Regions from separate parts of the Sus scrofa genome. Here all the other regions are linked to region 2. Evidence: chromatin contacts called from public HiChIP or PLAC-seq data. All regions are on one chromosome and are shown on one strand. The core of a region is the stretch at or near the end of the contact, and the rest is flanking DNA. Distances in the headings are between cores, read along the strand shown.

The links. HiChIP or PLAC-seq counts read pairs in DNA pulled down with a chosen protein or histone mark.
Region 1: a contact with region 2 is called in an H3K27ac HiChIP or PLAC-seq map of alveolar macrophages. The contact joins the enhancer-like site here to the promoter of WBP4 in region 2. A contact is called at or near these places in 2 of 5 promoter capture datasets (both in liver), 7 of 47 Hi-C or Micro-C datasets (blood, heart right ventricle, omental adipose tissue and 3 more) and 2 of 2 datasets of contacts at active chromatin or transcription factors (alveolar macrophages and skeletal muscle).
Region 3: an H3K27ac HiChIP or PLAC-seq map of alveolar macrophages shows a contact between it and region 2. The contact joins the enhancer-like site here to the promoter of WBP4 in region 2. A contact is called at or near these places in 1 of 5 promoter capture datasets (liver), 5 of 47 Hi-C or Micro-C datasets (epiblast stem cells, heart right ventricle, liver and 2 more) and 2 of 2 datasets of contacts at active chromatin or transcription factors (alveolar macrophages and skeletal muscle).

The regions. Positions count from the first base shown.
Region 1 is chr11:25,850,111-25,854,167 of Sscrofa11.1, forward strand. The region is part of intron 2 of ELF1 (ETS-related transcription factor Elf-1); the gene reads left to right. Among named protein-coding and RNA genes, the nearest start is that of SUGT1, 53 kb to the right of the region's middle. Within about 2 kb of position 1,826, at least 16 of the 83 cell types and tissues checked have an H3K27ac peak or open chromatin away from gene starts, as enhancers often do. A contact at or near this core is called in alveolar macrophages, omental adipose tissue and skeletal muscle, where this site is marked.
Region 2 is chr11:25,770,617-25,774,640 of Sscrofa11.1, forward strand. WBP4 (WW domain-binding protein 4) reads right to left here and starts at 1,939. Exons shown (of 10, transcript XM_021065642.1): 1 at 1,707-1,939; 2 at 139-211. ELF1 (ETS-related transcription factor Elf-1) reads left to right here and starts at 1,474. Exons shown (of 9, transcript XM_021065635.1): 1 at 1,474-1,992. TRNAE-UUC (a tRNA gene) reads left to right here and starts at 2,023; the gene lies at 2,023-2,094.
Region 3 is chr11:25,877,858-25,881,876 of Sscrofa11.1, forward strand. The region is part of intron 5 of ELF1 (ETS-related transcription factor Elf-1); the gene reads left to right. Among named protein-coding and RNA genes, the nearest start is that of SUGT1, 26 kb to the right of the region's middle. Within about 2 kb of position 1,469, at least 1 of the 83 cell types and tissues checked has an H3K27ac peak or open chromatin away from gene starts, as enhancers often do. A contact at or near this core is called in alveolar macrophages, where this site is marked.

The DNA.
Region 1 (4,057 bases), core at 576-3,075, 79 kb after region 2:
GGGCGTTAACTGGCATTAGCCATGTGACATGCTTAACAGAGTAACTGCTTTCATCATCACTATCGCAGTCATCATCATCACCACCACATTCAGGATACCACTTTTATTTTATTCTGTTTTATTATTTAGTAAGGGGCTTTTTTTAAAATGGCGACACCTGTGGCATATGAAAGTTCCCAGGCCAGGGATCAAATCTGAGCCACAGCTGCAACCTCCACTACGGCTGCAGCAAAGCTGATCCTTAACCCGCTGTGCCCAACAGTGACTCAAGCTGCTGCCGTCCGATTCTTAACCCACTGTGCCACAGTGGGACCTACGTAAGGAACTCTTTTTTTTTTTTTTTTTGTCTTTTTGCCTTTTCTAGGGTTGCTCCCGAAGCATATGGAGGTTCCCAGGCTAGGGGTCTAATGGAGCTGTAGCCACCAGTCTACACCACAGCCACGGCAACTCGGAATCCGAGCCGCGTCTGCGACCTACATACACCCCATCTCATGGCAACGCTGGATCCTTAACCCCCTGAGCGAGGCCAGGGATCGAACCCGCAACCTCATGGTTCCTAGTCAGTTCATTAACCCCTGAGCCGCGACGGGAACTCCAAGGAACTCTTAAAGATAGACTGGAGGATGCTTTTTACATAGCCCTGTAGTGGGTTTCTTTTTAATTGGATTAAGGAGGTACTTTGATGATGTTAATTACCAGAAATTTGAATCATTTTTCTCTTATACAAAACTATTGCCTGCCACATAATATTTATCTACATTGTGATATTTATAAAAGGTGCATAATCCTTAAAAACCTAGGAATTGGAAAAAAAGAGCTACTGGGAAGAAGGGGACTCATAGTAGCTTATATTTAAATGTCGTGCCCCGATGCTACTTTGGATGTTAACCTCTGTGCCAGGAAAACATTAGCTGCTCTTGTGTTGAGTAAAGTGTAAAAATAACACTGCGAACATTTTGCAGAGCCCTTTATAGTTTACAGACTATTCTCCACATACACTGTGATTCGCACAAATCACAGTGTAAGTATTCTTCTCATTTTCTGTGATAGACTTGTGTTTATTACCGGATAACTGGAACTATTTCAGAAACCTGTAATAGAGTCCCAGGGCAACCTCACAAGGGTATTATTCAAAATACTGTAGTTTATTCACCAAAAGATCTGGATTCCTACTGTGATTTAATAACGTTCTTTTAGAACATCAGTTAGTGGATAGTTTGCCTTACTTTTTGTTCATTTATTTCTTCATTACTTTTCTTGATAGCACTTGATTTGTTTGTATTTCTATTAAGAGATGATGCAGAACTGTGTAGCGTTTTTTTTTTTTGTTTTTTTTTTTAATCACTTGAGCTCATGCATTGAAGTATTGTTAAGTTTTTGGAATCAAAATGGTAGTAATCAGGGGAGTTCCTTTCGTGGCTCAGCAGCAACGAATCTGACTAGCATTCAAGAGGATGCAGGTTCTATCCCTGGCTTTGCTCAGGGGGTTAGGGGTGTGGTGTTGCCGTGAGCTGTGGTGTGGGTTGCAGATGTGGCTTGGATCTGGCGTTGCTCTGGCTGTGGTGTAGGCCGGTGGCTACAGCTCTGATTTGACCCCTAGGCCTGGGAACCTCCATATGCCTCGGGAGCAGCCCTTAAAAGCCCAAAAAAAAAAAAAAAAAAAAAGAAAGAAATGGTAGTAATCAATATTTGGTATTTTGTTTAAAATGGAAATGTACTAGTAACAGCGACACCAACAAAACCCTGAGGAGATTGCCAGGGAACAGTCTCCACATACCTAAGACTGGTAGGCCCAAGAGTTTCATGGGTGAGCTATTTTAAGCTTTAGTGAATCATTTAAACAGTTTCAGTTCAGAGAGAGAAGTTCCCTAATTCATTTTGACAGAGCCCGTATAACACTGATACCAAAAACTGGCAGAGTGCGTGCATGTGCACACGAACAGGAGGCTAATTTTAAGGTAGTTTTGTTTCTTTGGGGTTTTTTTTTTTTTTTTTGGCTGCACCTGCAGCATGTAGAAGTTCGGGGCCCAGAATGGAAGCCAAGCTGCCAGAGGGACCTGAGCCCTGGCAGTGACGATGCCGGATCCTTAACCCACTGTGCCACTCAAGCTCACGATAGATACTTTAACTATGTGAGGGGATATTTATTGTCTCTTAGCTTTGCCAAGTCCTGTAGGCATGTGCTTTTTCTCTTTTGATCCTCGCCATAAGCCCTGTACAGTGTGTGGCAGCTGTTTTCCTCCTTTTATGAAGAAGGAACGTCTTTGTAAAGAGGTATCTCGAGAGAGCTTGAATGATGAAAGGAGTATTGCCCAGAAACACAATGCAAAGTGACAGCACGTGCATTGGCATTGCGTCTTTGACTTGAGAAAGTCCAAATTCCATAACCATTCTGTGAGGGGAGAGGATAAGAGAGAAAAGGAACCTTGACGGAGAAAGAGGATCTGAAAGACTAAAAGAATATTAAGTAGCCTTTTATAGGAATTGCAGTTGTGATAATGGGGATTTTCACTTACTCCCACATACATGTCCATATTAAAAATTTAAGGAGTTCCCATCGTGGCTCAATGGTTAAGGATCCAACTAGGAACCACGAGGTTGCGGTTCGATCCCTGGCCTCGCTCAGTGGGTTGAGGATCCGGCGTTGCCATGAGCTGTGGTGTGGGTTGCAGACATGGCTCGGATCCTGAGTTGCTGTGGCTGTGGTGTAGGCCGGTGGCTGCAGCTCCGATTGGACCCCTGGCCTGGGAACCTCCATATGCCGCAGGTGCGGCCCTAGAAAAGACAAAAAGACAAAATAATAATAATAATACAATAAAAAACTGGATTCATATACTACATTTTCTTTCAGTCACAAAAGTATGTTCCTAAGTTAGACCAGTGTGTTGGGCGGTGTGTCTGCAGCTCTCTAAGACTTCTCTGCCGGATTGCGAAAACGGCTTTTCACTTTCTTTTAAAATAGAGATTTGGAAAAAAAAAAAAAAAAATAGAGATTGGAAGGGATAAGCCCCGTAAAGAGCTTGAGTGAGTCTACAGAGATATCCTCATTTGCAGATAAAGAAGCTGTTTTAAGGACAGATTTGCAAAGTATGCCGAGAATCTGGCTGTGAGGAATCCTCCACAGAAACTTAATGCGGAGACCCAGAGACCTATTGCACAATCCTGGCTTTTTTTTTTTTTTTTTTTTTTATGTAATCCGTCAATTCCTGAAATCATTTTAAATGTACTTTGGAAACTGGTAACAGTGGTAGCTCCTGGGGATGGGGAACTGTGTAGGGAGAGGAGGATTATGTTTTATGCTCTTAGAATACAGATATGTTCATATCTTCATCTAGTCCCCCAAATTAATTTTTTAAAACTGTACCACGGAAAATTGTTTCAAGGATTTTAATTGACTCATTTTGTTCACCCGTCACTCTGATTTGGGGGCGTGTTTGGCCATCTAGATGTGCCATGTGTAGAGATGATGTTTCATTTTTCTCATGGTCTATACGAGGGAATGAGGGAACACCCTCCTGGTACTCAAGCTGGTCCCAGGCTCCTCCCCCGAACTGCTCTGCTTTCACCTCTGCCAGAGAGCACTGCTCAGAGCTGAGAACTCGAAAATAGTGAGTTGAAGGCATTTTCAAGTTCTGTTTCTCCCATCATATGGACTTCTGCTTTTGAAGCTTTTTAGTGAAGTATAGCATAAACACAAAGACTCACTAATCATAAGTGTACAGTTTGGTAAATTGTCACAAAGTGAACACACACACATGTGTGTATGTGTGTATGTATATATATATCCAGCTTTTGCTTCTTTTTTTTTTTTTTTTTTTTTTGCCTTTTTAGGGCCACACCCTCGGCCTATGGAGGTTCCCAGGCTAGGGGTCTAATTGGAGCTGCTGCCGCCGGCCTACACCACAGCCACAGCAATACCAGATCTGAGCCGCATCTGTGACCTGCACCACAGCTCACGGCAATGCTGGATCCTTAACTCACTGAGCGAGGCCAGGGATCGAACCCACAACCTCATGGTTCCTAGTCAGATTCGTTAACCACTGTGCCACAGTGGAAA
Region 2 (4,024 bases), core at 689-3,188:
AATAGAAATTGCTCATGTTTTGAAAAGTCAAGAGCAATGTATATGAAAGTGTTTTGTAAGCTCTGAGTTTAAGTCAGAAAGAAAGACTTTATTATTATTAGAATCTCTAATAATAGAGGAATAGAGGAATTATCATACAGGCCTATTGTCTGCTATCCAGCACTTGCAGTAATCACAGAATTTCTTTGGTTGTGACTTCCAGTAGTCTGCCCTGGAAAAGAGAAAAATAAGTTTAAGTTCATTTAGAATTTAAAAAGATTTTTACATGACTTACATCTTAAAGAGGCCGAAATATAAGGCACTGCTACTGAATCTTGTCTTGTTACACACAGCACCCTGCTTCATTATTTAGCTGATTGAAAGCAATCAACTATAATTCTATTGCCAGTGGAGTAGAAAAAGTCTGCATCGGCTTTAAAAGTCTCCTAAACGAAACAGCTTAAACAAAATTTCTCATTTTTTACTGTCATCCGCGTGAAGAAATAAAGATCATCTTGGAGAAGATTACTTATCCCTTCGACTCCTTTCTGGAATTTTTGGAGGTTACGGCAATGGAGGCATGAAGAAACTCGTAAAGTTTGCTTTAAATCACGTTATTTCCACCCAAAGAACAAAGCAGAAGACGCCTCCAATGCGTGACTGTGATCCCTCTAAGACCATCAGTTAATACAATTTGAGCCTCAGGGGAAGAAAAAGAGAGTTGGAAAAGCCAAAGGATCTCTCAGCCGGTAAAACCAAAAACTAAAAAAAGTTAGAAGCTCACCAGGGCTGCCCGCTTCTAGTGATGGGAGGAGGCAGCGGTGGCCGCGGTCCAGCCCTATACTTTCACAATACCCCGGGGTTCCAGCTCGAGAGAAACGAAAAGGATGCTCGCGGCTTCCGACCCGCTAGGTGGAGGGAGCGCTCCGTAGCATCCCGGCGGCCGTCCAACCTCCAGAGGCCGCCAGCCTCCCTCCAGGGGTCCGTACTCCAGGCCCCCAGGGCGCTCCGCGGGGTAGCATCCCTACGCCGCACGGAGAACCGGCCCCGCCAGTCGGCCGCCGGTCCCGAGCGAGTTAAGAGAGCGTCCGTCACGCCCCCGGCCGCGGGCGGGGGGAGAGGGGGTGGTGGCGGAGGAAGAGACCCGGCGGGGAAAGGGCCTCCCGGAGAAACAAGACCTCCTTGTTTAGAGCCTGAGACCTGACTCACATGACTGGACCAGCCGCTCCGCGGGTCGCCCCCGGGTCCGATTAAGGCTCGCGTGCCCCACACAGGGAGAGTCCGAGCCCGGATCACCGCGAGGCCCACCGGAGCCTCCGAGCCCCGGACGCCTCCCTCCTTCCTCCGGACCAGTGCTCCCCGGTTCCCAACTACGGGTGCCCAGACGACTCAATCCGCGTTTGAAATCTCCTCCCCTTCCCCTCCTCCTCCAGGGGCGGTACTCCCGGCTCCGGAGAGGTGGGGTCGCTATAAAGGGGTTGAGGTCACCGAGAAGGGGCGAAAGCGCGACGGGACCTGAGCTGAAGGCCGGGAAGCTCGAGCCTCACGTCCCCGCGTCATCTCTCCTTTTTTTCTCTCTCTCTCCCCCTGGGATCCAGAACCTCCACCCTTCTTCTAGGCTCGCTGGCCCGTGGCCCAGGAGCTCGCGCGCCGCCTCCGCCCCGAACGCAAACAGCTGTTCCCAGAGACGTCGCCGCCCTCAACTTTGCCAACTAGTCCGCACGCACTTTGACCAGCGGAGCAGCCCGGACCTGTAGGCTGGGGGCTGTTGGCGGAGTTCAAAAAAGAGAGGTGAAACAGTTGGTTTCAGGACCGCGACTCGTGGAGCTTGGCCTCAAAACTTTCCCGAGGCGGCGGAGCGACCCCGCCCCGCCCCCGGGACGCCCGCGCGCTCGGGACGGGCGCGTTCCCTGGCTCGCGAGCGCGTGGGCAGCAAGCAACAGCGGCGGCGGCGGCGGCTCGGATGGTGGCGGGAGGTAGAGACGGAACAGAGGCAGCGTTTGCGCTTGTCAGGTGAGTCACCGCCGTGCTCTCAGCAGCACTTCCCATATGGTCTAGCGGTTAGGATTCCTGGTTTTCACCCAGGCGGCCCGGGTTCGACTCCCGGTATGGGAACGTTGCAACCACTTTTAGAAATGGGCCCTGGGGGTAACTTTTATTTTATTTCCAATGGCTCTGGCTCTTTTTCTCCCTTCTTTTGGTGGGTGATACGGTGGAAAACTCGCTTTAGTGTACTTGTTAGAGACGCCGTGATCTGGGCTGCGGCTTTGGGAGCCACGAGTGCTGCGCCGGCCGGGCTGGCGGAGCGACCACGCTCAGGGTCCCGGTGCTCCCGCTGGAGCCTGGCGGGGCTGAGCCGCGAGGAAGGAGTTTCACTTTCCCCGGGCCGCCCTCCAGCTCCTCCAGTCCCCGGGCCGTCCCTTTCCAAACGCTCGGGAGGTGATGATTAACTCCGGCCTCGCCTTATCTGCCCCCAGCGCCCCACCTCGGGCCCACACCCTCCTCCTCGGCCGCCCCCTTCTGACGGTCCCAAGCGACGCGGGGAGTGTTTGTCCCCAGCCTTCGGCCTCCGGGAGCCCTCGCCTGGCTCGCAAGTCCTCCTTATCTTGGCCGGGTGTTTACTAGAAACACCCCCGCCCCAAGGCAGCCCCCGGGCAGGGCTGGGGGGAGCCGAGGGCGGGCGGGGGATCTCCGATGCCCGCGGGCACCAATTTCGCCACCGCGCCGCTGCCCGCGGCCGCCCCATCGGCCGCGTGTCCACCCGGGGCTCCCGCGGCGCCGGAGCCCCGCCCCGAGGCCGGCCTGCGAGGTCCTCCCAACTGGACGTCGGGTCGCTGGCCGTGGTTCACAAAACTACCCCAGACTCCAGAGCCACAGACTTGAGTGCCTTGGCTTCGGAAGGCCTCTGGGGCAGGGCATCTGTCCCATTCTCCGCCCCCATCCCCCCAATCCCAACACACACACACACACACACACACACACACACACACACACAGTGGAAAAGAGAAATACCACTAGGATGAGTTGTCTTTAAAGAAACTTGTCTTTGCACAAAGGTCTAACGTTTTGAGTGCCGCCGATAGAGAATCCTGGGGTTGGAGGTGGGGCTTGGAAGAGAAAATTGGCTGGAGACGGGAGGGGATGTTACAACAAAGTTTCACTGTATTTTTAAATATAGAAGCCCTGTGTTTATTACAAAGAAGGGGCAGCTGTGTCAGCAGCATGTGAGCTGTACATGAGACAAAAGCGTTATCTTAAATGCGGGCTGACATTAGAAAAATGGGGTGAGCCCTAATGTTTAGTCTCTTGGGTCTCTGGGAGCAAATGAAGAAGGAAAAAGTGCGGCTTGTGGATGGGTTTCTGGTCAGGGCTGTTTTGAAGAGCACAAGGTTTCAATGTGCTTTCCCAAAGTTTTAACTGCACCGTGAGTTTTGAAATAATCTGTGAATGTGATCTGCATGATGAAGGATTAATTACTTATCCTTCATCATTCGAAGTAAACTTTCTGATGAAAACTGTTTTAGATCATCGTCATGAATTCAAATATTTGAACCTCCAGTCTGCACCGAGCACCATCAGAGACTTTTGAAAGTCATCCGATGTTCACGTTCTTCATGTTAGGAAGTTGTGGGTAGAATAATGAATCGGCATTATATTTTGGACCCTGCAATGATTAGCTTTATGACCTTGTGTAGATCTTTCACTTTCTCTGTGCTCTGGGTTTGGAGCCATAATTTCTTTCTTTCTTTCTTTCTTTCTTTCTTTCTTTCTTTCTTTCTTTCTTTCTTTCTTTCTTTCTTTTTTAGAGCTGTACATTCTTGATAATACATATCACTCTCAAACTTAAGAGTTGCAAGAATTGGTGAGCAATTTTTGTAGTAGTAATAAAAGTGGAAACGTTGCATGTAGCTAGAGGGGGATGGTGTCCTTGTTCAGAAACCCTTCACTGAAGCCTTAGGCCCAGATTTGGAAGGAAGAAAAGACCCCTCTGCTTAGGCTCCAGAGGGAGCTTCAATCTTGACCTTGCATCTTGTAATGGCTTGAT
Region 3 (4,019 bases), core at 219-2,718, 110 kb after region 2:
AATCTTTCCATTGCATTGCCTTTTGAGAAATTCCAGCTTCTTTAATATTTTGAGTTTAATATCGCCATTAGTGGCATCACCAGCCACAATGTAACCTAACTTCACATGAAAATAAGGGAAATTCCAAAAGCCAAAAACGAGCAAACAATGGCAACACCAAGAATGAGCGGTCACTGCAGCAGCTCTGAAGGGCTGAGAAGGACGTGTCAGTCTAGATGTCTAAGGGGCTTAGATTTATTGTAGAGGCAGATGCTGTAGTCTTGGTCCAGTGCAGCCTGGGGCTTTAGACAAAGACCTCAGCAAGTAACTAGGATCCTTGAAAGACTGTACCCTAAGGGGAAGAAAAGTCCACCCATTGGCACAGGCAGATGTTAAGGAAGCTTGTATGGCTCAGCTAGGTAGAAAATTTTTCCTTTGAGAATTCGTAATCCGAGGTTTGCCCTGATCTAGGTTTAATGATTAGATTTTTAAACTATAATGGACTGTAGGAATTTCCAGCCAAGTAATTAACCTAACAGTGGGTCCCGGCTGGCAGTAACTTTGGGCACCAAGTGAAGCCCTTCTAAAACTGCTTTGGCACATTTAAATCCCGGCTGCACAGGATTTCTTCAAATAAAACCCTGTTGAAAGTGACCTCATATGGCAGTGTCACAGAATACATAAGATACTTCTTGAAAGAGAAGTAGCAAACGTGGAAAATCCAAAGGTTAGTTTGCTAAGCATCTCAGATAATAAAACTGTCAAATAGAAACTTTCGATGAATATGATTTGTCATTATTCAAGCAAGAGAATAAAAAATATGGTCAAAGAGTGAAACTATTACAAAAAATACCAGATGAAACTTCATCTTCTAGTCAAGATGGAATAAAGAACATGACTTGGCAACAATTTTTTGGACACCAAAAGCACAGGCAACAAAAGCAAAAGTTGGAGTTCCCGTCATGGCACAGCAGAAACGAATCTGACTAGGAACCATGAAGTGGCGGGTTTGATCCCTGGCCTCGCTCAGTGGGTTAAGGATCCGGCGTTGCCATGAGCTGTAGTGTTGGTCACCGACAGGGCTCGGATCCTGTGTTGCTGTGGCTGTGGTGTAGGCCGGCAGCAACAGCTCTAGTTAGACCCCTAGTCTGGGAACTTCCATATGCCACGGGTGTGGCCCTAAGAGGACAAAAGCCAAAAAAAAAAAAAAAAAAAAAAAAAAGCAGAAGTCATCAAGCGGGGCTACATTAAACTAAAAGTCTTCGGCACAGCAAAGGAAACAGTCAACAACTTGAAAAGATGAATTACAGAATGGGAGAGAATGTTTGCAAACCATATATCTGATAAGAGGGTAATATCCAAATTATATAAGCAATGCATGTAATTCAATAGCAAAATAACAAAGTAAAAAATGGGCAGAGGACCTGAATAGACGTTTTTCTAAAGGAAAAGATGCTCAATACACTAATCATCAGGGAAGTACAAATCGAAACTACAGTAAGATTGGAGTTCCTGTTGTGGCTCAGCAGTATCGAACCTGACTAGTACCAAGGAGTATGCGGGTTCGATCCCTGGCCTCGCTCAGTGGGTTACAGATCTGATGTTGCCATGAGCTGTGGTGTAGGTCACGTCCACATCCGCAGCTCAGATTCCTCGTTGCTGTGGCTGTGGTGCAGGCTGTCAGCTGCAGCTCCTATTCGACCCCTCGCCTGGGAATTTCCATATGCTGTAGGTATGGCACCCCCCAAAAAAAGCTAAATAAGGTACCACTTCATACCAGTCAGAATGCCTAGAAAAAGTCATAGAAAAAGAAAAGAGAGTGTTGGCAAAGATGTGGAGAAAACGGAATCTTTCTGTCCTGTTGGTGGAAATTGAAATTGATACAGCCACTATAGGAAACAGAATGGAGGTTCCTCAAAAAGTTAAAACTGCAAATACTGTACAATTTGGCAATCCCACTTCTAGGTGTATATCCAATGGAAATGAACACAGAATATTAAAGAGATGGCTATACTCCCATATGCACTGTGGCCTTATTCACAGTAGCCAAGATTTGGAGACAACCACATCTCCATCCACAGATAAATGGGTCAAGAAGCTGTGATACATAAATACACAGATGGGAATATTATTCAGCTATGAGAGAAAGAGCTACCCTGACCTTTTTAGCAACACGGATGGACCCTGAGCACATTATGCTAAGTGAAATAAGCCCGAGAAACATCAATACCGTATGCCCTCCTTTATATATGAAATCTGCAATAGCCAAACGCATAGAAACAGACAGAAAAAGGGGGATTTCTGCGGAGTGCAGGAACTGAGGGTACAAACTTCCACTTATATGGAAATCAAAGTGGACAAACTTCCACTTATAAGATGAATGGGTACAAACTTCCACTTATAAGATGAATGGGTTCTGAGAACTGATAAACAAGCATGGTGACTGTGGAAGTTTCTAAGAGAATAAAGATTAAATGTTCTCCCCATAAAAAAGAAGTGATTGTCATGTGAAGTAATGGATGTGTTAACTCACCCTACTGTGGGAATCATTTTGCAATATGCAGGTGTATCAAATCATCAGGTACACCTTAAACTTACACAATATGTCAATTCTATATCCATAAAACTGGAGGGGAAGAAAAAAACAAACAAACCAGAACCTGGACTTATCCTGCTATTTGAAACAGCTAAAAAGACAAACTGTAAGACGAAATAATTCTAAAGAAAGAGTTCCCGTTGTGGCTCAGTGGATACGAATCTGACTGGCATCCATGAGGACACAGGTTCGATCCCTGGACTCACTCAGTGGATACGAACCTGACTAGCATCCATGAGGACAAGGTTCGATCCCTGGCCTCACTCAGTGGGTTAAGGATCCGGCACTTTTGGGACTGAAGGACGTGTTCATTATCTTGAAGGTTGTAATGGTTTGACGGTATCTACATGTGTCAGAATTGTTACCTTTAAACAAAGCCGTGGTGTAGGTCACAGATGTGGCTTGGATCTAGCGTGGCTGTGGCCGGCAGCTACAGCTCTTGATTCAGCCCCTGGCCTGGAAACCTCCATAGGCCATAAAGCAAAACAAAGCAAAACAGAACAAACAAACAAACAAAGACTTCTAAAGAAAGTGGATGTCAGCAAAAGCCAGTGATCCCTGGGAAACAGGAAACCAGTTAGGTAAGCCCTGTGGTTACCTCACCTCACTCCATGGAGAAAATGATCTTGGAAATCAATTTGGCGACTCCTTAAGAAACTTCATGAATACTGAACATATGACCCAGCCATTCTCCTCCTCAGTATTTACCCCGAAGAGGTGAAGCCATACATTTATTGGAAAAGCTTATGCATGAATGAGTGCTCTTCGCTTTATTTGCCATCGCTCCAAACTGGAAACCGCCGAGGGACGTCCATCGGCTGTCGACTGGATAAACAAATTTGTGGGGTATCCAATCCAATAAAAGGCCACCCAGCAATGACATGGAATGTAGCAGCAATACATAGAACAAAAGGGATGCATCGCCATGTAATTATGCTAAGAGAACGAAGCCAGACTCCCTCCTGCCGAAAAAGAAAAGTGTGGTTCTATTTATATAAAATTATACAAACTAAATGAATCTATAATGCCAGAAAGTATATGAGTGGCTGGCCGTCTGTGGACTGGGCACGGCAGGGTGGGGAAAGGTGAGATGTAAGGATTACGAAATGGCACAGAGCCCTTTCGGGATGGTGGTTTGATAGTTAAGGTATCTGCATATGTCAGAATCGCAAACTTTAAACAAAGCAGTTTATTGTGTGTCCATTATCCCTCAATAAAGCTGTTTTTAGAAAGTGAAAGGCTCAATCCTACTTGATGGTGAAAGACTAGGAACAGGATAAGGAACCAAGTAGAACAAACACATATCATAAAGGAACCAAATAGAACAGGATAAGGAACCAAAGAGAACACATAACGTAAATAGCAGATTAAATAGCAGATTAGTTCCTGCTTAAGAGGGAATTAGGGAGCCCCAGGATGGATCTGATGTAGAATAAAAAAAAAA